Regions from separate parts of the Mus musculus genome. Here all the other regions are linked to region 6. A link is a contact called in public promoter capture Hi-C data. All regions are on one chromosome and are shown on one strand. Each heading gives the region's core, a stretch centred on a gene start, on an enhancer-like site or on the middle of the called end of the contact. The rest is flanking DNA. Distances are from core to core; before and after follow the strand shown. Region 1 overlaps Cadm1 (cell adhesion molecule 1). Region 2 holds the start of Cadm1 (cell adhesion molecule 1). Region 3 holds the start of Trappc4 (trafficking protein particle complex 4). Region 4 holds the start of Il10ra (interleukin 10 receptor, alpha). Region 5 holds the start of Atp5l (ATP synthase, H+ transporting, mitochondrial F0 complex, subunit G). Region 6 holds the start of Bud13 (BUD13 homolog).

Region 1 (4,680 bases), core at 718-3,217, 1.4 Mb before region 6:
GCTAGCAAGAGTCACCAATCACAGAGAGAAATTTTCCATGAGGAAAAGCCTGAACTGCCGGGGAGGGAGGGGGAGGAGAGGAGAGGAGCAGGGAGGCAGGAAAACAACACTGTGGAGAGAAAAGAAGACCCCAGCAAGCTCAGCGAGGCTCTTCTTCAGGCAGCAGAACTGCAGAGGGCTCTGAGCAAGCACTAGAGAGGACCAGTAGGGCTCTCCCATACCGATCTGGACTTAACATTTGCACATGTTCTTTGAGGGTGCAAGGCAGGGAACAGAAGTAAGAAGGTCTGCTGCTGTCATCTGACACTGCTGCTACTTGGAATTACCTCAGATCTCTGTCTAATTCAAGCTTTCAGGGCTAGCCATAGATTTGGCAAAAGAGAGTATGAAACCAACATAAGAAAATTCAAGCAAACCTATTTATTACTTTTCTATTAAGCTCAAATATATTTCTTAAGGCTAAACATCAGAAGCAAGACACTCGCGATCCCAACCCTTCTCTTTATAACCTCTGCTTTGTATCTAGCTCCAGAGGGAAAATTGTGCTTACAAGAACCACGAGACACGTGAAAAGCAATAACCAAGATAAATGAAAAACCGCTAGGCTAAGTTTTAGTCAGAACTTTATTGCAATGGACTTGGTTTTATGAGATGAAGAAATCTACTTTTTTCTTGTCTCCTCTAGCGTTACACATTGAAAAACAAAACATGATTAAACTCTTCTTTTAATGTCATCATATCATTGATAAAGAGCTTAAGGAAAACAATTTGCATGCAGGCTGAGCACACTACAGAGCTCTTCAGTGGTGTGGAAGCCAGTGTCAGAAAGTGAACGTTCAGTCTCCAGTGTTAGCCCAGGGACCAGCACGAGATCCCACGCTTGCTTTCCCTTCCCAGCCTGTGGGGTCTGTTGTTGTTGCACGTCTATTGATTTCTGTTCTGTTTCACAGCCTTAATAAAAAAGTCTTCTAAAAATTTAAAGGCTCTTTTTAAAAAGACAAACGTAGGGGAAGTCAGAATTAATGATCATTTCTTTTAATCGTCCGGGAGCAAGGAAACAAAGTGTCAGAATCATCTGATGACTGTTTCCATGGTGTGAGCACAAGAAAGGAAACGGGGCTTCTGGGAAGTCTCCCTGAAGTAGCAAGGGTCAGAGCCAAAGCACAAAGTCCAGGGCACCTGTGATGGGTTCCCTTGCCCTGAGTTCAATTGGCAGCCATAGCAACACAGAAACCTGCAACTGGACAAGCTAATCTGTACACTAGAATCACCTGGAGATTATTTTTAAATCCCAAAGCCCAGACAAAGCACCCGCAAACTATTCGATAACAATTTCCGGAAAAAAAAAATCAGGACTCAGTACCATTTTTTTGAATCTCCCTCCCTCACACCCAGATTTTCCTCATGTTGGTATCTTCGCATAAATGTGAGTGAGCTCAGAGACTGACAGGGAGCAGGAGCGAAGTAGATAATCAGCAGCCGAATGCAACGTCTCTGCTCTCTGTACAGAAAGTCATTTCCACACCCGCTCCACGCACTCTGAAGCTTCCTCAACAAAACGCGGAGACGATCATTATAAAGGTACAGTGTGCTGTCTTCAGTGTACAGTATAATAGCACCATGTGCTGGCATGCACCTCTTTAAGAAGGACGCTGATTTGGGAAAGAGAACAGAAGAGAAAGGGCGTCTTATGACAAACCCAAAACAAGCTTATGCAGGCTCCAAGGTGACAAATTGGCAGCAACTAGAAAGAGATGTTTGAAGAATGTCAATTTGCTTAGGCTACACTACCACCACACTGCAGAGCAGTGTTTCCTTTACCGAGTATCTTCTCTAGAAAATGTTTAGCTGAGTGATACTTCTCCAAAGACTGGCCCTTCGTAAATGTGTGAATGAACCAAAGTGGCCAAAGCCAACACTGAGGAAAACATGTCCCATGCCAGACCTTAAATCTTGAAAAGCAAATAAGGCAAAGGTCATTAAAACCTTGTATTGCGTTCAGCGATGGAAAAAGAGGGAGCTGGAAGATACCGTCCTAGACTCTGCAACTTCAACTTTATTAATATAAAGGCTTGGTGCAGTTAGTTTTCTAATTACAGGTACTATTTAAACACAGCCTGCATATCTTCCTCACCAGACAGCATTTTCTTGCTCAAGTTCTTCTTACACTTACATGGTTTTGAAAACCACTTCTGGTGTATGCATCCCATTTATATGAGAGTATGGCAGTCAACGTGTTCCTAGTGTGCACAGCACCACCTGTGCACTTAGCTTAAATCTACAGAGATCTTTTTATCTTTTGGAAGAGTAAGATTATTTTTATGCCATCCAAATGGGAGGATGTCCCAGATACCAGATGATGAAGGAGCCCCTGAGACCATAATGGAAATGCGCTGATGAACATCACAAAATTTGGCTTCAAAGACACCTCTAGGTTTGGCCAGGCTTTCACATTCATGGGTGACCGACCGGTGAGGGTGTGGTTAAGCACAGGCCTTGGATTTGTAATAGGATTCAATTAAAACTCAGATCCCTTCACAGGAAAAGCAGAGGGGGGGGGTGGTATGGTTTACCAATTTATATGCCTCGGAAATGCATGTGCTTCGTTACTGGAGCATAGAACTAAACAAATTATGAGCACTTTTGAAGTATTATGGTCCGGCTGGGGTCACGTCTTCCTCAGTGTTGGCTTTTGTCACTTTGGGTCATTTCAACAGCATTTATGAAGGGCCAAGCTTTGGAAGCAGCACTTGGCTACACATTTTCTAAAGAGGATGCAAGGGAAAGAAAGCATTACCCTGCAGAACAGATCCACCCAAGATCACCTTGGCAGTTCGCTTCCACCCTCCAGTCTCTTCTGCCTCTATCATGCAGTGAAGTCACAATACATTTGTGGCAGAAAAACTCCCCTGGCAACTGGCTGACATCATAAACACCAGATTAAGACTTGGCTGCAAAGCCTGAGGAGATGATGGTCTGGGAAGAGAGAGGCTATAATTCAAACAAATCTCTTCCATAATAGCGATGTGAATACCAACCATTACTGGCCAAGTAAATTGCTTTTTGTGTAAGTATTCTCTTTTTGAAGTTTGCCCCAGTGTGAAAGTCTCTCTGTAAGTCAGAACCTTCACATTATTTTAATGTACTGCTCTGTATTTAATAATCTTGGGCTTCAGACATTCGTCTGTTACCATGGGAATGACAGTAGCACAAATACAGGATTACGGCTATCAAGCAAGAGAAAAGAAATTATGAATAAGCCTCGTTATGTTCAATAATTAGCTACATGATGGAAAAAAACAAAACCCATGAATTTAGGTTGCTGCATTTATCTCAGTGTTTGAATACAACTCTGAGTGTGTTATTGCCTTAAAATGAGATTCTAGCCAACTGCCAAAAAGTCCTTGACTACCAGTTGTTCCTCAGTTGCACAACGAGAAAGCCCATCCTGCCATCCTTTCCCAAGTCAGTTCCTGCAAAAAGCTGGTAACTGGTAGGTAATACAACATCCCAAAATGGATGCTGCTATCTTCCAACAACATATTAATTAGTGCCCACTCCTGGTCCCTCTAGCTTGGAATAGCTTCTAAGGAGAAGCCATTTTCCACAATGGAGGGTCTAGACGTGAACGCACAGAATGCCAACACACAGGCCTCTTCCCAAGCAAGTGGGGCGGAAGACAAAAGCCAGCCATCAGGAAAACCAGGGCTTGAACTCAGCACCAGATCCATCTGGAGCCTCATTCAGACTTTTCTTTACAGACACCGAGTTTCACCATCTTTGAAGGGGGACTGAAGAATATGAAAGTTCAATTTGAATCATGAAAGGATCCACTTAGTCCAGGGTCTTTTCTCCTCTAACGTAACAAGAAGTCACTGTACTCTGTTGTTTGCATGAGTAGTGGAGGAAAAGCACTATGCATTTACTATGTAGGGACTTCATTACTAACTGCAGGGAAGATGGACAAAGTGGTGGATAAAGACCCTGAGGTACCCAGGCTGTTAGAGATTAGATTCAGATACATAAGAGCCAGGCCACATCGCCCAGGCTTCCCTGAATATGTGGTGGGCTCTGGGCTGCCTGTGAAAGCAGCCACTCTCTCTACAAAGAACATTCTTCATTATCCTAGCTAAGTCAGGCAGCATGTACAAAATCACTGCCACTGTTAAACCAGAAAACATTCCACAAAGATCAACAGCTCCATGGTACTTATGTCCCAGGTCCCCTCTCTCATGGGCTTTCTGCATTCTACAGCAATGGCACAAAACATCACTGGGGGAAGTAATTTTAGAATGTCCTATCCAAATTAACTGGCCCTGAATAGACTCTGATTAAAATATAAAGGGCTTTTAAAATAATTTGAAATGAATCACTGGAACTAATTTGGAGATATTTTAATCTCTAAATGTGCAATGAACTGTGGTTTCCTTTGGCCCCAGCCTCTCCTCGGGACCTTGCCATTGGGTTAAACCCCACAAGCTAAAACACTGGGGCATGTAATTCCCCAACCTTTTACAGACTCACATGTCTTCCAACTGGGCACAACTAACTTTCACTTTCAAAATCAGACTGAGTGCGCTTCTGCTTCCTGGTGAAAAGTGCCCATCTGTTTACAAAGCCAGATTGCTAGATAATTCTGAACTCAACAACCTGACAAGTATTTAAAGACCTGCAGGAGAT
Region 2 (5,161 bases), core at 1,954-4,453, 1.2 Mb before region 6:
AGGCAAGTGCAAGTCCCTACTGTGACTATTCAATTTTATGCAGGAATGGCAACAATAGCAGGGCGTCACTTTTGCAAAGTCCCTGTCCCCGGTATGCAAGCCCCAGTCGACTACAGCAAGCCAGGACTAACTGCCACCTTCACAAACCCCCCACCCATCAGCCATCTTCTCTAATCCTAAAAAGAGTAAGAGCGGGTTGGACTACTACAGGTCCCTTCAGGATCCCAAACAGCAGCATGCCTGCACTCTAAACCTGACAGGAGTGATTAACAACGTGCAGGCAATCCTATTTTGGATGCACTTCATACAGGTCTGTTTCATCCAAACACCACAGGAGAGATGGGAGTAGATTTTCTCTGAGATGGGGGTGAGGGATGGGGAACAGGGAGAAAGAATTCAGTTACAAAGGCAAACAGAACCAGGAACCCAATACACAATAGCGGGACTTGGCTCGCTCAGCAAGGATTCGAATGAAACAAACGTAATGAAGTTAGAAGGTAGCACCAACAGGTTTCTTTAAAGGCAAGGAATGAGAAGCAGAGAAAGCTTTCCCTGAGAAAGCTTTAACTTAACATCTGAGGGAAAGAAGTCCTAAGGAGTCCACCTGAAATTGATCCCTGTGGTTTGGAATCTAGGGCTTTGCTAAGACTCTCTCTCAAACTGTATACATACATACATCCATGCGTGCATACATACATATACACACACATATAAACATACATACACACACACCACACTCACGACATTAAAGAAAGTCATCTCATTCCCTCGCTACAAATCAAGCCCAATTACTTTCTAATTTGAACACAATCTGATAAGCGGCGAACAAACAGGGATGTACACAAGAGCAAGAAGCTGCTTCCATGGTAACTGGCAACAGAATTTTCTTGTAGCTTTGACATGCACGGTTGAGTTCCAGACCGTTCCTAAGTCAGCACACATCCCTCGTCGGGAAGGCAACTTCTCATCCAGAGATAGTACAAATATAGTAGTGTTGTTACTACCCAGAGCCTTCAATGAGCAGGCTTGACAAGGGAGGCAGAATCTAATCCTACTCTGCTGGTTTAGTGGCATTGCATGGCTCCCATTTTTAGTCGAAAAGCAATATCCCGGGCCAGCGCTTCCCTCCCCCACCCTTGGTTCTGCAGCCAATACAAGTCTATTGTTGCCTCTGTAATGCGCCAGTTACCCAGCCTTTACTCACGCTCACGTTTAACTGACACTGGCGCTTTTTACAATGCAGCACGAGGGATCTCTTTCGGGAACACTCTATCGAACCCTTCCAGTCAGTGGCATCACCAGAAATTAAGTTGTAACCACACCGGCTTCGGTTAAACCTAATTATCTTGTAACTCATAAATTAAGAATTCACAGAAGAAAAACATATAAACATCCGGAGACAGAACGTAGCATGGAAGACAAAATTCTCAAGCTGGAATGGAAGGTGCTGCCAGGATCCCACCCTTAGAACCTCAATTGGTTCTTCAAGCCGAGTTCCTCCGCAAGCCTATTTTATAATGGGGGTGGGGGTGTCAAATCAACCAACCTGGCATCCCCTAAAATCCGAAGCTAGCACTCCCAAGCACCCCCACCCACCCCCCAACAGCACGTCTCCTGCGGTGTTTACATAACTATGTGTCCTCTAGCGTGTAAACAAAAGACACAACCCAAGCAGAAAGGCGCCCCCGGAACCGCAGGCTGGCTGGCCCAGCGCTGCATCCTCCCGGGCTGGGGGCTCCGCAGGTGGGGGATGAGCTCGCAGCATCCTCCACCACTTGTTGCTCCCAGGTCCTGCAGCTCGGAGCTGCGAGGGGTTTTGCAGGCACAGAGCCCTAGCGCATCCCCTCGCGCAGAAGCCCTCTCGCCACCGCCCGGTGCAGCTCGGTCCCGCCGGTCGCCAGGAGGCAGCGGCAGGCGGTACAGCAGCACGGGGACACCGTGCGGCGGGCAAGAGCGGCGAGGTGGCGGGAAGGCGGTCGCAGCGCGGCCGGCCTCTCCGGTGGGGAAGAGCTCCGGCTCCCTTTTGTTAGCAAATGCAAACACTGCCCTCTTCTTTCGCGACCGCGCCAACGCGCCCCGCACCGGGGCAGCCACACGCGGGGCTCCTGCCAAGCGCTCGGCGTCTTCAGGGAAGGCGCGGCGCTCGCCGAGCCGCCGCCACCCGGGCAGATTCTCAAGACGGCCGGCCACGCGGGGAGCGCCCCGAGGCCCGCAGGGCGCACGCCGGGCCGCAGAGGCCGCGAACGCCCCCGCCACCACCTGCGGGCCGCTTGCCCGAAGGACGCGCAGCCGGGAAATCCCGGATCCCCACTCGCGGCAGAGGCCTCGGTGGCGCGGACAACCTGCGGGCTCCAAGAGCCCTCCTGCAGCGGCGGCGACGAGCGGCCGCCCCCGAGCCGGGAACTTTCCCTGCCTGGATTCCAGCCAAGCCGACCCGCAGCCTAGCGGAGGGGGCCGAGGGGCAGCGTTCGGCTGGAGGGAAACACGAGAGGCGTGCAGAGCTCTCGGGCGGGGGACCTGGCTGCAGAGCGCGGGCAAGCCGGGAAGAGGACACGACGGTGGGGATGTCCTGGGGACCCGCGAAGGAGAAAGCTTCGGGGAATGGAGAATCGATCGGGGGGGCGAGCTGGAACGGAGGGGGCGAAAGCTTAGCCCAGGGACACAGGAGGACCTGCAAGTTCCAGGGACGAGAGCGAGTTTCGGAGGGTCCGGAAGGTTCGGGGCGCCTCCGAGGGCTCCCCTTCCCCCCACGCGCTAGCCCCCGGCCCCGAGCCCACTCCACTCAGCACCCCGCGCTACGCCAGGAAGAAGAGGTGTGGGTGCAGCCATCCCTGAGGGCGCCCATCCGCAGCCGGCGGATAGGAGAGAAGGGGCGCCGACCCCTCGGCCCCTTCCATCGCAGCCCCGACTTTCCTTGCCACGCTCCCGCCGCTTTGGATTTAGGAAGTGGGGGAAGGTTGTCATGGAAACGTCCCCCCTTCCATAGCTACGGCTCCTGGGGGTGCCCGGGGGGGTTTTCGGGACCAATCCGCGGGTGCCCACAACCTACCTGTGGGGATCAGTGCCGCGGCCGAAAGGAGCAACAGCAGGAGCCGGAGCCGGAGCCCTGGAGGCGCCGCCGCCGCCGCCACAGCCGCTGCCGCCGCACACTGGGATCCGCTCGGCAGCACAGCACTCGCCATGTCGGGCACCTGCCTCAGACTGGCGGCGGTGGCTGCCTCCCGAGCCCGAGCGGACAGCTAATGAGATGCTAATGAGATGCGCTGGAGGCGGAGTCAGGAGCGACCAATCGTGGCACCTCGAGCCCAACCCGGCTCTCCGAGAACTAGCCCCCTCCCCCACCCCGCCCCCTGGCGCTAGCGTTCGGCCGCGCGCCCGCGCCACCTAGGGGCGGGGCCGAGGGGCGGGGCCTATGCAAATATGTTTACGTTAAAATTCGGCCTCGCTTCCCCGAAGGAGGAGAACCTGTACTGGCCCGCGTCCGGCTCGGTGGCTGGGGAGGGGGTTGCGGCTTCAGGAGGCGGGTCTCTCGCTTTCGTGCACCTTTACTAGGAACCTTTACGCCACTCGCCGCGGCGGACTCCTGGTCGGAGAGTCTGACCGCGAGATTCCTGGGCCGGGGCACTGCGTGGGCATCGGCCTATCGAAGTCATACGTTACAAAATTTCCTTTCCCTCACCTTGCACGAAGGAATAAGATCTTTGGGAAACCCGGGAGTGGAGAGTGCGAATGCAGGTCCCCGGATTGACAAAACAATCTGAGAGAAGTGCATGCGTGCTTTGCACGTCCGGCGGAGCAGGAGAGCCCGCTCAACAGCCTAGCGGCAGACTAGGGGATAGTTGGAAGACTGAAGCTGTGGAGTCGGGGTTCTGGGATTTTCAAGTGGATGTTTGGCTGTAGATTCTGGGGAAAGGTAAATCAAGGTGGGTGTGCTCAGGCTTCCCAGCTTGTTGGAAGTGTCCTTCCCATGTTTAGTAGATTATAGCATATAAGTAATATGGAATATTTAAGATTACACGCACACAAAAGCAAAAAAAAAAAAAATCTACCGGTCAGGGTCGTGGGGAAGGGAATGTAGGGAACCGAGGCAGTGATAGAGTCAGTCGAGTTCCTCTTCCAGGGCTCGGTTCAATTCCCTTCTCTCCTATGCTTCCAGTCCTTTCTAAGGCATCTAGAGACCAACAGGTCCTCACTTTAGTTGTGTCTCAGAGAGGTTCTCCCGCTGACGGGACTTGCATGCATCTCTGGACACACTTCCTCCCTCCCCGAAATTATCTTTGATTTCTTTTCAACAAGGCAGCCGGCTCTCTTGTTTGTCTGCCTTTTAATTACTTATTTTCTTTCCCTCTAGAAGACCGTGTGTGCTCTGACCCTCTGTTGCTCAAGCATCAAATTGAAGGACGAGCCGTATTAAGTGTAAAGGTTTATAATAATTTAAGTATTCATAGAATGCAGAACAATAAGATGTAGGAAATACAATTTGCATAATAAATATCAATATCACAACAGCTAAAACAAACCATGACAAATTATATGTGGCTAAATGACCAAGAGATTACTGAATGTAAATTGCTGAATCTGAACTATAGTCTAGAAGAGCTGTACCAAGCCCTCTGTCCTCATGTTGCAAATAAATTAAAAATAAATAAATAAATATCAAAAGGAAGTTAAGATCGGCCAACCCATCAAATGAGTTACACATTAAAGCAGCCTCATATTATCCATTATGCATAAACTAATTTTCGAAACTGCCCTGTCTCCACATCCCTGGATCTTCTGCTCTGTAATTACAGGCCCCAATGCACGAACTGCAAGCAGTCCTCCAGAAGTGGAGAAAGCTCCAGTAGGCAAATCACAGTATACGAGGCAGAAAACCAACACCATGTGACCGCCAGGATAATGCCCAGTCTGCAAAAGCCAGAAGTGAAACTACCTAGATTAGACGTGATACAAAGCAGATTTCTACCAAAATCAGAATGAAAAACTCAGAGACTGTTTATTCTGACAACAGGACAGGACGGACTGCAAAGTCAGATCCTATATGTCAGCCACAACAGTACAGAGCCGGACACTCAACAATATTCACTATTCTTTATAGTACTGCTACTATAAAGACCTTGAGCTGATATCAAGTTTATAGTTAACAAAGGACTATTGTGAC
Region 3 (4,863 bases), core at 787-3,286, 1.9 Mb after region 6:
ATCTGAAGTCAGTCTTTTCTTCCATCCTGTTGAGGCAGTATGTCTCACGCTGCTGTACAGCGGGTGCCGTGCAGAGTTGGCCTGAGCTCCTGGGTAAGTCCATTTTGCCATGGAAGTGTTGTGGTTACAGGAGTAACTACACAAACTCTTCCACATCCTTGGCACAGACTTAAGGGGCCACCACCTCTATGTTAAGGACCATAGTTTATACTTGTAACAACACCTAGATCCTATCTGCTAAGTTTATGTACTTAAAACTATAGCCAAGCCGGGCGTGGTGGCGCACGCCTTTAATCCCAGCACTCGGGAGGCAGAGGCGGGCAGATTTCTTAATTCAAGGCCAGCCTGGTCTACAGAGTGAGTTCCAGGACAGCCAGGGCTACACAGAGGAAACCCTGTCTCGAAAAACAAAAAAACAAACAAACAAAAAAAATCCCACCAGAGGCAGGAGAATAATTTGCCCGGACAACAAAGTGAGATGGCATTCCAAAATAACAAGGCAAGGTGGTACTCTGGACTTTAATCCCAATTAACGGAGAAGCAATAAATAAATAAATAAAAAGGGCCAGGAATTCAAGGACTGCAAAGGAATGCAGGACACTGAAGTTACTAAAACTTAAGACTCTGGAAGTCAGTCTATCCTTCATAAGTCTTTCCAGTCATACTGCTCCCAACAAGACAATGCACTGGTAAGAACAAGGGCACATCACCTACCTTTACTAAGGAGCTCCTGAAGGGCTGCCCTGGCCAAGGAACCGCGAATCTTCAGTCTCTCAGAGACCACGGCTGGAGTAATAAGCTTATAGTTCGGAACCTCCTTACAGAGCTTGTCGTATGTCGCTTTGTCGAACAGGACAAGATTGTTCAACTTGTCCCGAACTTTGCCTTTGGACCACTTCTGCTCATCAAAACAAATGAGAACCAGTCAGAACCATCCCTTTGCTCCCTAACATCAAGCATCTGAGAAAGCTCTGTCACGATCATCTCAGGGAAATTAGAGACTTCTTGGCTTATTGCATTGGCAACTTTGGAGTCGCTATCAGATACCCTGAAGACCAGACATATGCCTTACAGTTCATAGCAGTAGCAAAACTATTAAGTAGCAACAACAAAAATAATTTCATAAAAAAAAAAATAATTTCATGAGCTGGGCAGTGGTGGCACATGCCTTTAATCCCAGCACTCGGGAGGCCGAGGCAGGCAGATTTCTAAGTTCGAGGCCAGCCTGGTCTACAGAGTGAGTTCAGGACAGTCAGGGCTATTCAGAGAAACCCATCTTGAAAAAACAAATAGTAATTTCACAGCTGGTGGTCAAAAGGGGAACCATCTTAAAAGGGTCGTAACATTAATAAGGTTTAATACCATTACTTTATAAAAGTATTACACCACTGTATTCTTAAAGTGACTATGTGATTTTAGAATTCGGTATCTGGGGAAAAACTTACAGCACAAGTTCACGACAGGTCCCACAGATTCCCATTACAAATAGCTATCGCCTACCTTCTTCTTGGCCTTGCCACCAGATTTATTTACTGGGTCTTTATCCTTTTTGGCCGACTTTCCGGCATCTTTCTTCTTCTTGTCGTCTTTGGGAGGCTAGGGGAAGAAAGCGGGAGTGCAGGCCAGTCACATGGTGGTCCCATGCACCCCGATCGCAGCCCTTCACCCACCCAGGCGCCGCCGCCGGAGCACATGGACACGATGGCGGCAGCCGCCCGGAGAGGCAGGCCCGCGGGTCACGAAGCAGTCCGTGTAGGGTCGCCTCCACCTCCCCCCAGCACCGCCCGATCCTCTGAACCCCACTGCTCAACCCTCGCGGGCCTTACCATGGCGAAGCTCAGAGAGTCGTGTAGACCACAGCAGCCTCGCTAAGATGTCGGAAAAAAAGGAAGCCCGGTGGCCCAACAATCCCAGAAACCTCTGCCTCGAGAGAGTACTTCCGGGGCAATGGGTGGAGCCACGTCTTGGCTAAACTCCGCCTCTTGTGGGATGGGATAGGGGGCGTGACTTCCAACCTGCAAACTCTGAGACTGGTCGTAAAATTGCTGCACTTTGCTGCGGGTCACCCAACAGCCACTAATTCTCTGCTCTGTCACTGAGAAATACAGTAGGCCAGTTCCCAGAAATGTGTTTGTTAAAGCAATGGGGGCCTTGGCTTGCGCGTGCGCTTTAGGAGGGGGGAGGGCCGCAGGAGGGAGAGCAGAGGCGAGGCTATGACACCAGTTCCGGGACTGGAGCGCCTGGAAGGGGCGGGATCGTAGTACCCTATCCGTAGCACAGTGATGGCGATTTTTAGCGTGTACGTGGTGAACAAAGCCGGCGGCCTGATTTACCAGTGGGACAGCTATTCGCCACGGGCTGAGGCTGAGAAGACTTTCAGTTACCCGCTGGACCTGCTGCTGAAACTGCACGACGAACGCGTGCTGGTCGCTTTCGGCCAGCGCGACGGCATCCGGGGTGGGCCGGGCTCGAGGGCGGGGCTGGCGCTGCGGAAGTGGGCTGGTGCGGGGTGGGAGTGGGAGTGAGAGTGAAAGAATGGGAGTGGGAGTAAGCGGGGCGGGGAGTGGCCCGGGCCATCTCTGATCCTTAGCCACTCTTCTTGTAGTGGGCCATGCAGTGTTGGCCATCAATGGCATGGACGTGAATGGCAAGTACACGGCTGACGGGAAAGAAGTGCTGGAGTATCTGGGTAACCCTGCGAATTACCCGGTTTCCATCCGATTCGGCCGGCCCCGCCTTACCTCTAACGAGAAGCTTATGCTGGCCTCGATGTTCCACTCGTAAGTTTCCCTACCCCTTTTAAACATTTCCTCCCCTGACTAGTGCATCTGTCTCTAGGCCGGCTAAAGTGTTTCTTTGTGTACTTAAAGAGGTACAATTACTGTGTACCTCTTTAAGTGGCTGAACTCTTTTTATGAAGAAATGTCAACTATAGCCAGGTTTGAGGTAGTTTGATTTTTGCCCAGTCAGGTCTTGTCCTCTTGACCCTAGTTTCTTCATCATTAACATAAGGTAATTGAATTTTTGAAAAAAAAAAATTTGGGGGGGATAGGGTTTCTCTTCAACTTCTGTATTAGGGTTTTACTGCTGTGAACAGACACCATGACCAAGGCAAGTCTTATAAAAAACATTTAATTGGGGCTGGCTTACAGGTTCAGAGGTTCAGTCCATTATCATCAAGGTGAGAGCATGGCAGTATCCAGGCAGGCATGACGCAGGAGGAGCTGAGAGTTCTATGTCTTAATCCAAAGGCTGCTAGTGGAAGACTAGGTTGTCTTGGAACTCACTCTGTAGACCAGCCTAGCCTCAAACTCAGAGATCCACTTCTCTCTGCCTTCCAAGCGCTGGGTTTAAAGGCGTGTGCCAATCACCACCACCACCACTTAATTAGATAATTAAATTAAGTGGACATTGAAATTCTTTCTGTAGCCGGGCGTGGCGCATGCCTTTGATCCCAGCACTTGGGAGGCAGAGGCAGGCGGATTTCTAAGTTTGAGGCCAGCCTGGTCTATAAGGGTGAGTTCCAGGACAGCCATGGCTACACAGAGAAACCCTGTCTCAAAAAAAAAAAAAAAAAAAAGAGAAAGAAAGAAAGTCTTCCTGTGACTGCCTGTAGTGTAAGGTGTGTTGACATAGCAGTAGCCATGAACTAATAAGGTACGTATTCCGTAGCATGTTGGCTTTAGCTAACACGTTTAGTATAACATGTTTCAGTTTGGGGCTGAAGAAATGGTTTGGTGTTTGCTGTTCTTGCAGAGAGCTAGCATCCACATGGTGGCTCACAACCAACTCCTATTGGAAGGGACGTGATGGCTTCTTCTGGCTTCCATAGTCACCAGGCACATATGTGGTACACATGCATCCATGCAGGCAAAAACACTCATACACTTCCATAAGCCCATTTTTAGTTTTTATTGCTACATAAAGCAGCCTACAGAGGCGGCTAGAGATGGAGTGACTTCTCTGTCACCAGGTGACTAAGTGAGATGGTAAATAAAAATTAAATAAATCTTAGGGAAACAATGTTTTGTAGCAAAGTGTATAAGATATAGTGTGTACAGAAGGGAGATAAACCTAAAAGAAATGTTGACACTCCTGCTAGACTGTTCACAGTATTTCTCCTGACTGGCCCTGGAAAGTGAATTCCTCCAAAGATTGGGTACTTGAGTGGAAAAGGTTGAGGACTTTCCCTTCATGTCACATGGTGCATTCCCAACTTTACCTCTTTTGCATACAGGCTCTTTGCCATTGGTTCCCAGCTATCTCCGGAACAGGGCAGTTCAGGCATTGAGATGCTGGAAACAGACACCTTCAAACTGCACTGCTTCCAAACACTGACAGGTATGTGCCTACAGAGGTCATAGGGATAGATGGAGCACATTAGTCCAGTATGGACCAAGGGACTGACCCGAGAAAGCTTAGGTAAACAACAGGGATGGTGTCAGGTTTCCCGGGCACACATGTACAACACACCCATTTTTACAAAGCCACTCTTGGTTTTTTGTTTTTTTCTTTTTTTGTTTTTTTGAGACAGGGTTTCTTTCTCTATGCAGCCCTTGGCTGTCCTGAAACTTATTCTGTAGACCAGACTGGCCTTGAACTCAGAAATCCACCTGCCTCTGCCTCCTAAGTGCTGGGACTAAAGGCATGCGCCACCACTGCCCAGCCCCAAAGCCATTCTTTAGTCCAAGGCTGACTTTGTTTGTGTCAGCCAGCATGCTCAACCCTGGTTGTGAATTGGTAGGCTTCTCACATTTTGGAAGGTGTGCGTTCTAAATCAAATTTGAAAGCCAAGTAGACATGGCCTTTGGATCCTACTTAATTGCTTCACTCCTTGGTGTGGATAGCTGAGGCCCCAGAGCT
Region 4 (5,055 bases), core at 1,571-4,070, 1.0 Mb after region 6:
TACAGAAGTTCAAGGACCAACTGAGCCCTGCCCGCCAACTAAAGTCTCTGCCCTCTGCCACCGTGTCCCCATTTGCAAAACACTGACAGCTGCACCACCTCCCCACCCCCCAGTGGATTCTGTTAAGGACTGGATGAGGCTGTGTTTGCAGATGAATCAGGACTGGCCATCATGGCTGTCAGGAAAGCCCTGAATCTCTGTGGTGTAATACAGGGATCCAGTTTAATGTTTCATCCTTCCTTCAGAGTTCTCCAAGAAGTGATTCGGGGCACCCAGGTCTTTTGCATTCCCTGGAAGTCCTCGGCTGGGGCCCTCTGGATGGCTGACAGGATAGCACAAGAGGCAGGGCCTGGGTGTACCACTCTCTGCTGCAGCTTCACACGGGTTTAAACCCGGTCATATTTTCCAGCCACACACCGGAAAACAGTTGTCCCATGTTCCCAGGAAAAGGACAGGGATTTGTTTGTTCAGTACCTGGCTGGTGTCTGCTATGCAGTGTAAAGTGTTTTATGGAGTCCTTGACACACCTTAAGAGTCCGAGCATATGAAAATCCTGTTATTTACCATCTGTTCCAATATGGATGCTCACAAAAGAACCCCTGAAGAACAAGCTACTCAACACAAAACAGCATGCATGTGGGCTTCTTCTAATTTTTTTTCTTTCCTCGGGTATGATAATTATGTGCCTAATGCAGCTTCTCCCTGGGTGCTATGCAGGAAGCAGGGAGTGTAGCAGGAAGCCCACACTCAATGCTGGTTCTGCCCCGAGCAAGGGCCAAATTATGTCAGCCCTAGGATGTGTGCCCACTTTACAGACTTCTCTAAAACTGCTGTATCCCCTCATCTCCAATGTCCCAATCCCCTCCCTATCCATCCATCAACTTGCCTATTACAACGCAGCGCTCAAGTCTCAGATAACCGGCCACCTCTGCCATGGAACCTTCCTTGTTCTCAGCCCTGTGTCCCCTTGTTAGTCTGTACTTTCCTTCCCAGAAACTGTTAAAATCTCCGCTCACTTTCTGTCTCTGGCAAGGTGGTTTCTAGAGGAAGGGGCCTGGTTTTGGCCAGCATCAGCTTGTGACTGTAAATTCTGGTATGTGGAAGAACCATCTCGATCGTCCCTTAAAACAGCCAAGGTGCAAGGCTTTAAAATTCTTATAACTCAACCAAAAACTAAAAGGAAGACAACTGAGGAAGAAACACCGCAGTGTCCTCTTTTTTAAGAGGTAAACGGGGACTAAGAAGTCATGCCCGGGTACTTGCGTCACGCCTGGGTACTTGTGTCACGCCAAGCAGTATATGTGCTTTACCAGCGGAAGGATGGGCAGTGCAGAACAGCAATTAAAACAAAGTCCTCCCACATTAAGAAGTCTGAAGTTTTCCAACATGGCTGACATGAGGGTATTCACAGTGACGAGGGTATCCCTGAGTGTGGTTCTCACTGATTGTGTGTGTGTGCGTGTGTGTGTGTGTGTGTGTGTGCTCGATGCTATGGTTCACAGATATTACTTCCAACTAGCTGAATAGCTAGGGCAGCCCAGTCCTCACAGACAAGCACCTTTCCCAGTGAGTTCCCTCGGCACAGAACATGATCCCACTCCACTTGGCATCCTCTGTCTAGGCCACTGGACATAGCACTATCCACTCCCACGGTGTTTAGACAAAGCTTGTGTCTCCACAAGCCAAGGGGGTGGTGTGCATCACTAGCTCTCAGGTCACGACGGCAGTGCTCGTGTCTGACACCCCCAAGTTGGAGGGTCCTTCTCCAGGTTCAGAGGTTGCCCAAATCTTTGACATAGTAACAGTACTTTGTCATCTACGAACTTCACACCGGAGAACCATCCAATCCAATTTCCAGGAAGAAAAAGAAAAATTTAACAAATACCTCATACTGTTTTCAGTCAGTTTCTAATTTGATGGGAGGCAGGATTGGTATTGGCACTGAGAATCATGCAATTTGCAGACCGATGGCTGGCCAAGCCTTCTCAAGGCAGTAGTGTCTTCCGTGTGACAGGTAGGCTCTGAGGGGAATAGAAAGTGACTTCTTGAGAGCAAGGGCATCCTAGTGACTCCAGCCCTTCCTTGGCTTCTGTGCCTCCTCAGAACAAAAACAGGGCTTCCAGGATAGCATGAATATGTACCTGGCAGATGACCCCACGGGCGCTGTACACCTCACAATTAGATCCCTGAAAATCATGTAAGTGACATACTCACAGTATCAGCGCCACCTGCCAATAAGTCAGGTGGACAAAGCTTGGTCTCTCACACAATTAACATCTTTGGTGACACTGGAGGGCAGACAGATGTCCTGGTCACTGAAGAGGCATCTGAGTGATACCAGGTCCCTCAAGGCGCCTATTGACACTTCTAACCTGCAGATTTAGGGCAAGAACAACCTAAAGGGCCTGGGGGTGTCATGGACTCCCACCAAGAGTCAGGTAGGGACGTTCCCTCACTGTTGGCTTAGCAGAGGGCCCTGCATAGAGGTCCCAGGACTTTCACACATGTACCTGCACGCTTGTGCTTTGCTCCTGGCCCAGTCAGTAATTCCAATTGCTACAACAGAGAGGGGAAGGGGGCAAGGGGAAGGGGAGGGGGAGGGAGAGGGGAGACAGGCTGTCCAGTCGGTGTGAGAGTTAAGAGCCCAGCCACAGAAAGCCTCAGCTGCTCTTTCACCTTGAGACAAATGCCCCAGAACTAGCTAGACTTCGCTGCCTGCTGAGGTTCCTGCGGAGGTTCCCAAGCTCCGTGGGCTGAGGGCGGAGCAACGAGGCTCCGCCTTCAGGTTGATGTCAAGCTGGCCCTGTGGATCCAGCGGCAGTCTTCAGTTCTCAGGACGCCGCCGGCCGGAGGCGTAAAGGCCGGCTCCAGTGGACGATGCCGCTGTGCGCCCAGGATGTTGTCGCGTTTGCTCCCATTCCTCGTCACGATCTCCAGCCTGAGCCTAGAATTCATTGCATACGGTAGGCTCCCCAGCGCTCGCTCTGTTGCTTTAAAGTTCACATTCGCGGGAGAATCTGCTTGGATGGGCTGGGGTCCCGCCCCAGCTCCTTCATGCTGGCAAAACGGTCTCCGGCTCACCTGCTGTTTAAGTGGAGGAGGCTAAGATTAACTGTGGCTGTTTGGGAGTGGCCAGCGATGGATGGGTAAAGCCTATAGTTTCCGTCCTGTACGTACCCTTGTTCCTCAAATCATTATCCTACCACCTCCGGACAATCCATAACTTAGCCCTCACTTTTCGGCTGTTCTGGTTCTTCCGTGGGTCTGATCGTGCCCCTTCTTAGTTAGGCTCCTCTCCCTGAACCCTACCATCTCACCCCATCCCTTCTTTCTGCCCACCCTTCCCGACCACCCTGTTAGTCTTTAGCCCACAATTCATCTCCGCTGCCTGCTGCCCACCCCCCTCACACACACACACTTTACCCACTCCTCAGCTCAGGCTAGGTTCCTGTAGCCCAGGAGAGAATGAAAAAGTGGAGAGTTGGAGGGACCAAGTGGCACAGAAGTACGAAGACCGGGGACCCCAAAACACACTTTTACAGGAGTTCAAAGTAAAAAGAGCACAGTCAGTCATGTTATCTACAGAGGCACTGGGGATGTGCCCCGCTGAACATCACAAACACGGGCTGAGGTTTTCACTCCCCCTCTCAGAGTTTTGCAACTGAAACACAACCTTGAGATTCAAAGAAAGGGGTGGGGGGGGGGAAGGGCTGGGACAAGTATGTTTTCTGAGAATGACAGGGTCACTGAAAGAGAACTGAGAACTGTGACTCTCAGAGAGCTGGCAGTTTGGAGAAGGAAAGTGTTGCAGAGCTGCCTTCAAGAGGAGACATCTTAAAGGGTCAAGAAGGCTGGAGAGGAACAAGGGCTATTGTCCTTGCAACACACTTAAGCCCGCAGAACTCATCAGGAGAATTCAATAGGAATGCTTATTGTATTGTTACAAAAAGGGCAGAGGATCTCAAGGGGGTCACTCCTCTGCTCCTGGTCATACTGGCAAGCTGCTAGCTCCAGGCTCCTGTGTCAGCTCTTTAGAACTAATAGAGTGGGAGACTACAGGTACTTCACAGCTGAGTTTTCGAGGAGGCCAGGAGGCTGGACCGCTGACGTTCATTGTCTCCATTTGAGGCTCGCCTAGGCATCTGATTATACTGATGTCCATGTCTGAGCTACAGCTTTCCTAGAAACTAGGGACTGTGGGGATACCCTGTGCCTGGACCACAAGATGTCTGTGTAGACAAGCAGGGTGCCTACGGATCCAGATAAGGTCAAGGGTCATGGCTTGGATGAGAACTCAGTCCTGGAATGTCGCTAGAACAGGAACAGGCTTTGGCCAGAGAGCCAGGGACCGGCTCATCTGAGAGCCACTCCTGGCCATTATCCTGGAATGTAACAGACCCAACTTGCCTTTGTCAGTCCCTTGTGAGGCTTCTCATCCCACATCACACAAGCATAGAAAGACAAGACTCTAGCTTTGGATTCAGACACATTCTGGATATAGACCACCACCATGCCCCTTACTGGCTCCACTGGCCTTGGGCCAACTATCTGATTCTCTGGGATTCTATTTCTTCTTCACTAAGTTCGGCATGTGTCTAGAGCCCAGAGCTGCTGTGATCACTAAACCGAACATATATATGTAAAGCACCCAGCCCCTCCCTCCCAAAGTACTCTTGCGGCTTTCACCACCCTCTTCCTAGTCCCCCGGGTACCTCTGCTTTCTCTAGTGTTAGAATTCTTTCCCCTAGGGACAGAACTGCCAAGCCCTTCCTATGTGTGGTTTGAAGCCAGATTTTTCCAGCACATCCTCCACTGGAAACCTATCCCAAACCAGTCTGAGAGCACCTACTATGAAGTGGCCCTCAAACAGTAAGGAAAGAGGCACAGGGGGACCAAATGGAGGCGGGAGGGGGGGGGGACGACTAGGTGGCTACCTTACTATTGAAATGAGACTAAAAGGGACTCTGACACATACTTGCTTGAGTGTCATATGAGTTGAGCAATGTGCTGGGACCCCTAAGGTGAGCAGCTGTTGGCTTGGAGGGCTTCCTGGTA
Region 5 (4,671 bases), core at 1,792-4,291, 1.4 Mb after region 6:
TTCTGTGAACTAATTTAAAGGCATCCAGAAAAAGAAACTCTAAAGACTTCCATCCTGGTACAATAAGAGGCATATGTGCATTGCAAAGGTCAAAGGGTGTCTTGTCTGGAACTCTGCAGCGGCTGTAAATCTGTTAAGACTTCTGACTACCGAGTTTTACATGACGGCTTTGCTGGAGTACTAAAGGAAAGTGAAGACTTCAGTCGGCTCACACCTCACCAAGAGGCTAATACTAAACTTGGAAAATTGTTTAGAGTTCAGGCAGTTGTTTGTTTGTTTGTTTAATATAGCTTTCCGTGGGTGTGTGAAAATTGAGGGACACTTGAGAAGTAGCATAACGAACGGTGCAGGTGAAAGTGCCAGTTGCTGCTCAGTACCACACTCTAAACGCTTCATTACTTTATTTGGTTCTGGTTGCTAAGCAGCCATTGGGCAAAGCCAAAGCCTACTGGGTACTGTGACAAGCCAGACTGATGCTAGAGACAGAAAATGAAGAACAAAACAGCAAAAAAGGTTAAACTGAAATCAAACTCAATAGACAACTGTATTTGAGACATTCCAGGAAAGTTACTTTTTGTCAGACTTGCCTGTGTGTGGGGGTGGGTGGGGGAGGGTGCTCAAAACTTGTATTTAATAAATAAGCACCTGACTTACCACCCTTGTTAGTTCTTCATTGCCGTACGGAAAGCTAGTGGCAGCCTGGTGTGGTGTGTGCCTGGAATTCCCACTACTGGTGACAGAGAATTGAAGGGCAAGGCTACCTAGTGAGTTCAAAGCCAGTCCAGGCATCTCATCAAGACATTTCAAAGGAAAGTCTGGTAGAGCTTGCCTAGCACATACATTGCTAAATCCAATCCCAGTACCACTACCACAGAAAGAAAAGATGAGTGACAGTTTCACAAGTCCTTCTGAAAACCTAGTGGGTTTTGCCAGTTTCTCAAAGGCAGGGTGCCAGCAAATGTGTATCACCTGGCTGACCTAACGCCTCACTAAAGACCTTCAGAGCAGTGCTTCTCTGTGAGTTACCTAAGACCATCAGAAAACACACATTTACAGTTCACAACAGCAGCAACATTACATTATGAAGGAGCAACAAAAAATCGTTTCATGGCTGGGGTCATCATAACATGAGGAACTGTATTAAAGGGTGGCAGCGTTAGGAAGGTTGAGAGCCACTGCTCTAGAGGTACCCTCCGGCTGTCTTCGGGAGAAAGTCTTAAGAGCTTAGACTCTAATTAGTTCCTTTATGGCTTCACTATCCAACCTAAATAACAGACCTTTTAATACTTTGCCACCATGTCCTTATTCTATTCCCATACCTGTGGCATGCAGGATCTCAGCTTAGGTTAATTTAACCATTACCCTCTGCTACCTAAACTACAGGCAACTGTACAGCCCACAGACCAGTCGACTCCACCACTGCCCTTCTCTGCTCTTCTCTGTGTCCTTCAGACACTCTGAAATGTAGCCTTGCTCACCACTCCCTTTTCACACAGGTGGCATGTGTCAGACTCCTCACTTGGAAACTTTTCTCCCTTCACCCCGTTTAAGGAAGAGGTCCCACCATTCCCAAACAAACTCCTCTGCCTTCTTTGCTGTCTCCCTGTCCTGGACTCCTGAGCTCCACCTTCCTCTTGGGTTGTCTGACTTATATTCTCTTGCTTCCATATTTCTTCATTGCTGCAATCTGGTTTCTAAGGGTTTGAAACCTTTTCTAGTTAATGTCACAGATGTTCATACTCATAATTAGCTGGCCTGTCTTACCTCGGTCCAGACTGGCCTGTAACTTCCAATCTTCAGGCTCCTGTATGCTGGTATAATGTGGGTTTCAGGTTATCTTTCCTGCTTTAATTTGACTTCACTGTCTAAGGCAGCATGTCTCTCCCTCACTGATTCCTTGATCCCACTTCTAACTTTTCTAACCACCCCATGAATTTTACTTCAGGTTTTTTTTTGTTTTGTTTTAAAAGATGTATTTATTATTATATGTAAGTACACTGTCGCTGTCTTCAGACACACCAGAAGAGGGCATCAGATCTCATCACAGATGGTTGTGAGCCACCATGTGGTTGTTGGGATTTGAACTCCTAACCTAAGCGCAGTCAGTGCTCATAATGCTGAGCCATCTCTCCAGCCCCTCAGTTTTTCTTCTAAAGATTGGGCTTTTCCAGAACTTGTTCTCCTCATCAAATGTTACTTTCCTACATAGTTTTTGGGTTTCCTGGTTTGTTTTTGTTGTTTTCATTCATAATGTCAAAGTTACAGCCTTTGGAATTTGTATATTTTCTTATACACCAAGAATCTCTACGCCTTCCCAGATCAGCACCACGCTTAACCTTATGTTCCTTTGCGTATTTATCTTGCAACTGACTCCTTCTATGACTATTTAGGAATCTTGGTCTCTAAGGGGATAATGCCCAAAGCATGCTTCCACCAAATTACAAAATGCCTGGCACAGTGCAACACCCTCAACACACATGACTTTCTTCCTCTTGTCCGCACAGCTCCTACTGGCTTGTTTGAAAAACCGGATTGGATCCCAATTCTGATACTGGCTGCGGAGGAAAACGGAATTATAAAAAGTCAATTAAAGAAGTCGGTGAATGGGTGAGTCACATAATGTAACGCCTATGTGGCCCCTTAAAGCTCCTATTTGACCTCAGACCTGCTATGCCTTTAAAGCGAACGTATAGGCCCACAAGCATCTTATGAAGCCCTCCAGCCTCGTTTTCCATGTTTTCTGAAAAGCTATAAAACTGCCGCAAGCTAATGTGGCGATCAAGCCAAGAAAACCAATAACGCATGCGCATTTCCCCCACTTCACCGATCTTCCGGACCAACATGAATAGCTGTCCCAAGTAATGCCTGCTCCCTGAGGAATCTCAGGATTCTTCACGTGTTATCGCGCCTCATTTTTTTTTATATCTAGGTTTTTACTTGGAGTGAACAAAGTAAACTGACTAATGAGATGCCACAAACAGGGAATCAATACCTATATGTTTTGAACAGGCACAGAGAGGGGCAGCCTGACCTTGGAAATGGGGAAGGGGTCCTGCCGCGGGTCCTTCCGGGGGTGACATTCAGCCGGCGGTTCGGGGAGACGTACCTTCCACCTTAGACCATGGCCAAGTTCATCCGTAACTTCGCGGAGAAGGCACCGTCGATGGTAGCCGGTGAGCGCAGCCCGGGAGAGGCTCGCGAGGGGAGGGATTGTGCTGCGGCACCAAGGGGCCGTGGGCGTCGGGAGGGCTTCCAGGAGGCCACTGTAAGGCCGCAGCCTCGCCTGGCCTGCCCGCGGCTGCTTAGAGCTCACAAGCTGCAGGGTCCTAGCTCGGCCGGGGAGCGAGTGGGTCGTGTAACTCTGCCCGGCCTCACTCCGCCGCGAACGCCGTGATGCCCCCTTACCGTGCCGGGAGAGTTGGGAAGGGAGGTCGGTAACAGGGGAGAGAGAGGTCACACATCAGACCTCATAGCTGGTCTGCGTCTCAGCGAAGTATTTGAAAGCCATCAGAAATTTTAAAGACGGGTGAGAGATCTTTGAAAGTTATGTTTGCTTACCATCCTGGTTAGAGCCTAGAGAATTCTGCGTCCGATGAAGGGAATTTGGAACGTAGGGGTGAATATCCCCTCCCCAGTCAGCACAGAAAGCGACGCCTGTCAGCAGTCGTCTTCAGAACCTTGGCTTGGCATTCGTGAGGTTGTTTTGTTTGAAAATTCTGATAGACCGCGGTCTCTCAGATAAACACTGAGTAGTTATAAGCCTGAGCAGTATGTTCAATCGATACAGTTCTCTTCTGAGTAGAAAATTACTGTATTTTTGAAGCAGGAGATTAAGTTTACAATTTCTTCTTTTCTGTATTGTATTAAGTGGTTGAAGGTCCTATTTCCAAATGTTCAAATTTGGTTATGAAATGTGAATTGAAGGTGGATTTTTTTTCAAAGATTTATTTATTTTACTTATGTGAGTACACTAGCTGTTTTCAGACACACCAGAGAAGGCCATTGGATCCCATTACAGATGGTTGTGAGTCACCATGTGGTTGCTGGGAATTGAACTCAGCACCTCTGGAAGAGCAGCCAGTGCTCTTATCCGCTGAGCCATCTCTCCAGCCCTCTGAGGTGGAATTTTAAAAACTTGTAATTTTGAGCTTTCCAACCTGTTTGCATATTTAGTAATTCTTTTTTTTCTCCCCTTCATCACCAGCTAGTGAGCTATTTAAACCCTTAAAGTGCCAGCCAGAGTCTATAAATACTGGATTCCTTCCTATGGAACCTGAGGCTGCCAATAGCTGTTTTCCAAAGAATTTCCTTAGTAAAAAATCATTAGGTGATCTGAAGCAACGTACTACAATTTTTACACCAATACAACCAAAAGGCTTTGACGTTTGGACTTTGATGGTTTGAGGTGCTATTTTTAATATTTCGTAGAGAGTATTTTTCCGGCCGTATGACTTTTGCATCTTTTAGGTAGCTTGTATTCAGAAATTTAAAACTGATTTTATTGATGAAATCCAAAATGAAAGACATTATCAAGGTAAACTTTGGTCAAGAAACAACATAAAACCTTTCCACTGTTGTAACTGTAAGATAACTTGTTCTGCCAGAAGTACTGAGACCTGAGGGCTCTGAGGGAACAGAAGGTTACGTAGACTGTGCTCTGCAGCATAGGCT
Region 6 (4,762 bases), core at 1,984-4,483:
TGCTGGGGATTGAACTCAGGACCTCTGGAAGAGTAGTCTATACTCTGAGCCATCTCTCCAGCCCCTTACCTGTTGTTCTTTGACATTTAGAGTGTGTGTGTGTGTGTGTGACAGTGATGGTGTATATATGTGATATGGCATGCATATGGAGGCCAGAGGACAACCTGCAGGAGTCAGTTCTCTCCCTCCGCTATGTGGGTTCAGGGGATGGAATTCAGGTTGTCAGGCTTGTCAAGTGCAGAGCCATGTCACTGCCCCCTACTGGCTTTTAAACTTAAAGGTATGGCTCAATGTTTGTGTGCTGTCAATTCACTCCATCACTGTCCACCTTTGGTAATATCAGTTTTTACAAAGGCACCCCCTTCCTTCTGCCAGACCTACTCTTCTCACTGTTAATCACGAATCTTATTTTCTTTGGGCCCTGTGTATTAGTCAGGGTTCTCTAGAGTCACAGAACTTATGGATAGTCTCTAGATAGTAAAGGAATTTATTGATGATTTACAGTCGGCAGCCCAATTCCCAACAATGGTTCAGTCGCAGCTATGAATGGAAGTCCAAGGATCTAGCAGCTACTCAGTCTCACGCAGCAAGCAGGCGAAGGAGCAAGAGCTAGAGCTAGACTCCCTTCTTCCAATGTCCTTATATTGTCTCCAGCAGAAGGTGTAGCCCAGATTAAAGGTGTGTTCCACCACACCTTTAATCCCAGATGAAAGGTGTAGCCCAGATTAAAGGTGTTTTCCTTAAACTGGGAGATTCAATCTTCTGGAATCCATAGCCACTATGGCTCAAGATCTCCAAACCAAGATCCAGATAAGGATCTCCAAGCCTCAAGATAAGGGTCACTGGTGAGCCTTCCAATTCCGGATTGTAGTTCATTCCAAATATTGTCAAGTTGACAACCAGGAATAGCCACTACACCCTGGTTTTTAATAACTTCCTTGGACCTATCTTTCTTGCTCACTGTCTCCTACTCCCAGAGTAGAAATACCTCTACACACTCTTAGAATGCTTTCATTTGTATTTATCAGCCCATATTCTCATTAAATTCTAAGTTCCAACAGCCAAGGGCTAAGGCATTCTCTTATTTATTCCCTTCTTCTTGTTGTTGTTCCCTATAGCTAGCTTCCAGCTCTCTATCCTCCAGCCCAGCCTCCCCTGTGCTGGGATTATAGACTTTTACCACCATATCCTGCTGACTAATACATTTTTTGTTCATCAAGGCTTCTTCAACACAACTGTCACAGGAGGTATTCAGCCCTCCACACCCATGGACTTCACAACTGCAAACTCAACCAGGGGAAAAGGAATGGCCAATGTATTAAACAGATAGACTTTCTTTAGTTACAATGGCCTATATAACGTAACTACTGGCATACTACCTAAGCTGTAGTGGGCTTTTAAGTAATTAATCTAAGGATGATTTAAAGAGGATGTGAATAGTTGACATGAAAATAGTGTATCATTTTGAGCTTCAGGAACCAGTGCCCCAATTACTGTAAGGTGGTGGCAAGCCAATAAATAAATGTGTGCCACACAGATGAACTGTGCTGCAAGGAGGAGGTTATTTGAAATGCCAGGAACACATGACACAGCTTTAATCACAACAACCATTTCAGACAAGTAGTAAGGGGCTGGGACTTCAGGCTCAGAGAGATGAACATCTCTCTCTTTTTTTTTTTTTTTTTTTTGGTTTTTTGAGACAGGGTTTCTCTGTGTAGCCCTGGCTGTCCTGGAACTCACTTTGTAGACCAGGCTGGCCTCAAACTCAGAAATCCGCCTGCCTCTGCCTCCCGAGTGCTGGGATTAAAGGCGTGTGCCACCACGCCCGGCTGAGATGAACATCTCTTGCCCTGGACCACTCAGGCTATAAGTAGCACAGCTAGGATTCTAATTCTAATCAGTATTGCTCCAAAGCTTAAACTTTCCCCCTGCATGCCATTGCCCCTTCTTCCAGGGACATCAGCCACACTGAATTCAACACCACCTTAACTGAATATAGGCTCATCTTAACTGGTAACACCACAAAGATTCCATCTATAAATGAGGTCATGCTCAAGCTCTAATGAAGAGAAGTGTGGAAATGAGGGACTAATTCGACCCAGTTCAATGGACCATACGGTAATAATACTGTTAGACCATGATACTGCCCCACAGAGAGGGTGAGCCACACTTTGTATCCTATCTAGTACTCTCTTTAAGCTGATAAGCATTTAGTAGACCTGGGGGTGGAGTGTGAGAATGGAATTAGCCCCCAGAGTTTCAACTTTCTATCCAAAATAGCACCTTCAGTAAGCTGCTAAACTTAGGGCTGCTGCTCTAAAGCCTACAAATACAGACATTTCCTTTTGTTCTGTAGGTTGATGTTGGATATCCTAACCCAACCTTTCCAGATTCCAGTGGCCAAGTTACTAATGGACATTTCATCTGAACTCTGTCTCAGCACATCTCTTTGCAATCTGGAAGTATAGTGTTTAATATAAATGTCTGCTCCATTACAATGTTCTGAAAGCTATATGGTCAACTATTTTAGAAAGAGGCCAGGCACAGGATGTGAACTGTTCCCATTTTAGTTGTTACTGTTAGTAGTAGATGTGAGTAATAGGATATGGGTCTTTGATTCCAGATCAGTTCCTGGCACTTTGGAACCCTCAGAAAGAGATTTTTGGATCTAGAAAGAAAGAAAGAAAGAAAGAAAGAAAGAAAGAAGAGGGAAGAGAAAAAGAAGAAGGAAAGAAAGAGAAGGGAAGGGAGAAAGAGAGAAATAAAGTGAGAAAGAAAAAGGTTTGAATCAGCTTTGCTATTCTTGGACACGACTTTCAATCTGTACATGGAACGACGTAAGCTACAAACGCGGGGAGAAAGTGAGTTAAGTTCTAGCTGCCTTTAACACAAGGAAGGCGCTGCTCAGAGGATGAGGTCTGAGCTGCCAGTGGCAGCTACAATCCCGCCCCGGGGCAGTGGAGCGGGGCCTGAGCTCGGGCCGGGGTCGGCAGCACCGCGCGGGCCAGGACGAGGAAGAGCTGCGGCCGAGGGCGCCACCGGGCAGCGCGACACCTCACCAGTCCACTCACCCCTTGCCGCCAGCGCCTCCAGGCTTCGGCCGTTTTTTGCGCCGCTTGCGACCGGCCTCGGGACCTCCTTCCAAGCCAGCATCTGTCCCAGACAAGTAACGCTTCAGATACTCAGCTTTGGTGAGTGGCGGAGCTGCCGCCATGGCAGCGGCGAGGGCGGGGCAACAGCTCGGCGTGGGGGACAAAATTCTTCAACGCGAAACGGTAGGGGTGGAGCCAGAAGCGGAAGCTTTAGGACGGGGACTTTTTGAACTGCTGGACTTAAAGACTTGAGCCTTAAGAGGCTCCAGGGGAGAGTGCGTGCATCTCGGGCTGGCTGTGCTTTTCCTGAGACGACGAATCGGTGCAACAGCCTGCAGCCCACGCTGTCTCAGCTGAGAAGCCACAGGCCGATGTAACATGATCCTACCCTGGCAGCATCAGCGCCAGAGTAAGGAAGAACACCTGTATGAATGGTGGGACTTACCATAGCTGTACCACTAGGGGCACATTCTTGAGCAGCGTTTTAATAATGGACGCTGTACCAAACGTTTCAATTTCAATCACTTTTATTGCTATAAATACCTTTTGGTGGGAAGTCTGCTGGAAGAGGCTTCCGGGTACCATTTAGGGGAAGTCAAACTTGTGACTATAAAAGTTTGATAGGTTTTTATCAAACCTGTACTGACCTTCTCACCTTTGATATGTCTTTCTAAAAAATGATATAAACTCTTCCCAGTGAAATGGATTCGTGGTCAGTGTGGCAAAGAAACCAGGAAGATTCTGGAGTTTCTTCTATAAAGGGTTAAGTGTTTTATGACTTCTCACTTAACCCTCACAATTTTTTTTTCTTTCATCCAGCACCGAGGATTAAACCCAAGGCCTTTTGCACATGGTATGCAGGAGTTCTATAGAACTACATCCCCACTCTTTTGAATGTTGAAGATCTAAATTGCCTAAGCTGCCCCTGAATTTGTTAGCCTTCCTCCTCAGCCTCTCAAGTGGCTGGACACCATGACCTACCCTTCAGTTTTATTAGCCTCCTTTATAGATAATAAGAACTTTCGGGTAAGTACAGGAACCCACACATCTTCATACTGCCTGGCTCTAATTTTTGCTAGCAGAGGCCAAACAAGGATGGTGCTGGTTATCCAGTTTGAATTCGTTTTGTCTTGAATCAGGGTTTTTCTGTGTAGCCCAGGCTGTCCTGGAACTTCCTCTGTAGACCAAATCGGCTTCAAACTCATAGAACCACCTGCCTCTGCTGGGATTAAAGGTGTGTGCCACCCTGCTTTTCCAGACTGCTTTAAGCTGCATGAGAACAGCTAGACTCCACACAGGTGTACCTGGCTCAGAGCAGACAGGATGGCCTATTGGAGTGAATCAAATGCTGCCTCTACAGCAGCCACCTCAAGAAAGATTTGCTTAGGAAACTAAACTGGTTTTTCCTTCCTCATTTCTTTTCATGAAGACGGACTCTCACTGCATGGCCCAAGCTGTCCTCAGTCTCCTCGGAGCTGAGTGTGACTCAGTGTGACCCAGCTTAGTCTAGCACATGGTAATCAGTAAGGACATGAACGCAGAGGCGGGTGTCGTTTAAAGGCCATCACTTTAATGTGGCGTCTTCACCTGTGCCTGCTCGGCCCCTCCGACATCCTTCCCTGCTGAGTCAGTACTTCACATGCCCAGAGCCAGCAGAAACTTGTATTTCA

What was found. Promoter capture Hi-C pulls out the DNA fragments that hold promoters and counts their contacts.
Region 1: a contact with region 6 is called in a promoter capture Hi-C map of liver, with 2.2 times the contacts expected there. The contact joins the enhancer-like site here to the promoter of Bud13 in region 6. A contact is called at or near these places in 5 of 39 promoter capture datasets (embryonic stem cells, liver, second pharyngeal arch cranial neural crest and 1 more) and 1 of 115 datasets of contacts at active chromatin or transcription factors (astrocytes).
Region 2: a contact with region 6 is called in a promoter capture Hi-C map of hippocampal neurons, with 9 times the contacts expected there. The contact joins the promoter of Cadm1 here to the promoter of Bud13 in region 6. A contact is called at or near these places in 10 of 39 promoter capture datasets (cranial neural crest, embryonic stem cells, frontonasal cranial neural crest and 5 more) and 3 of 115 datasets of contacts at active chromatin or transcription factors (astrocytes, embryonic forebrain and stem cell-derived neural progenitor cells).
Region 3: a contact with region 6 is called in a promoter capture Hi-C map of pre-B cells. The contact joins the promoter of Trappc4 here to the promoter of Bud13 in region 6.
Region 4: a promoter capture Hi-C map of pre-B cells shows a contact between it and region 6, with 5 times the contacts expected there. The contact joins the promoter of Il10ra here to the promoter of Bud13 in region 6. A contact is called at or near these places in 2 of 39 promoter capture datasets (pre-B cells and stem cell-derived epiblast-like cells) and 1 of 484 Hi-C or Micro-C datasets (B cells).
Region 5: a promoter capture Hi-C map of pre-B cells shows a contact between it and region 6, with 2.7 times the contacts expected there. The contact joins the promoter of Atp5l here to the promoter of Bud13 in region 6. A contact is called at or near these places in 2 of 39 promoter capture datasets (liver and pre-B cells) and 1 of 115 datasets of contacts at active chromatin or transcription factors (astrocytes).

What each region holds. Positions count from the first base shown.
Region 1 is chr9:47,634,783-47,639,462 of GRCm38.p6, reverse strand. The region is part of intron 1 of Cadm1 (cell adhesion molecule 1); the gene reads right to left. Among named protein-coding and RNA genes, the nearest start is that of Cadm1, 110 kb to the right of the region's middle. Within about 2 kb of position 1,967, at least 10 of the 459 cell types and tissues checked have an H3K27ac peak or open chromatin away from gene starts, as enhancers often do. A contact at or near this core is called in liver, where this site is marked.
Region 2 is chr9:47,528,394-47,533,554 of GRCm38.p6, reverse strand. Cadm1 (cell adhesion molecule 1) reads right to left here and starts at 3,203. Exons shown (of 11, transcript NM_207675.2): 1 at 3,050-3,203. The coding sequence starts at 3,182.
Region 3 is chr9:44,404,721-44,409,583 of GRCm38.p6, reverse strand. It overlaps Trappc4 (trafficking protein particle complex 4), which reads left to right and starts at 2,036. Exons shown (of 5, transcript NM_021789.2): 1 at 2,036-2,457; 2 at 2,606-2,780; 3 at 4,238-4,341. The coding sequence starts at 2,283. Rps25 (ribosomal protein S25) reads right to left here and starts at 1,870. Exons shown (of 5, transcript NM_024266.3): 1 at 1,827-1,870; 2 at 1,501-1,596; 3 at 715-898. The coding sequence starts at 1,829.
Region 4 is chr9:45,266,914-45,271,968 of GRCm38.p6, reverse strand. Il10ra (interleukin 10 receptor, alpha) reads left to right here and starts at 2,820. Exons shown (of 7, transcript NM_008348.3): 1 at 2,820-2,963; 2 at 4,749-4,869. The coding sequence starts at 2,897.
Region 5 is chr9:44,919,112-44,923,782 of GRCm38.p6, reverse strand. It overlaps Atp5l (ATP synthase, H+ transporting, mitochondrial F0 complex, subunit G), which reads left to right and starts at 3,041. Exons shown (of 3, transcript NM_013795.5): 1 at 3,041-3,173. The coding sequence starts at 3,122. Gm30934 (a long non-coding RNA gene) reads right to left here and starts at 3,056. Exons shown (of 2, transcript XR_379340.4): 1 at 2,666-3,056; 2 at 1-2,555. It overlaps Ube4a (ubiquitination factor E4A), which reads left to right. Exons shown (of 21, transcript NM_001346698.1): 21 at 1-656.
Region 6 is chr9:46,281,483-46,286,244 of GRCm38.p6, reverse strand. Bud13 (BUD13 homolog) reads right to left here and starts at 3,233. Exons shown (of 10, transcript NM_146000.2): 1 at 3,072-3,233. The coding sequence starts at 3,214. It overlaps Zpr1 (ZPR1 zinc finger), which reads right to left. Exons shown (of 14, transcript NM_011752.2): 14 at 3,602-4,762.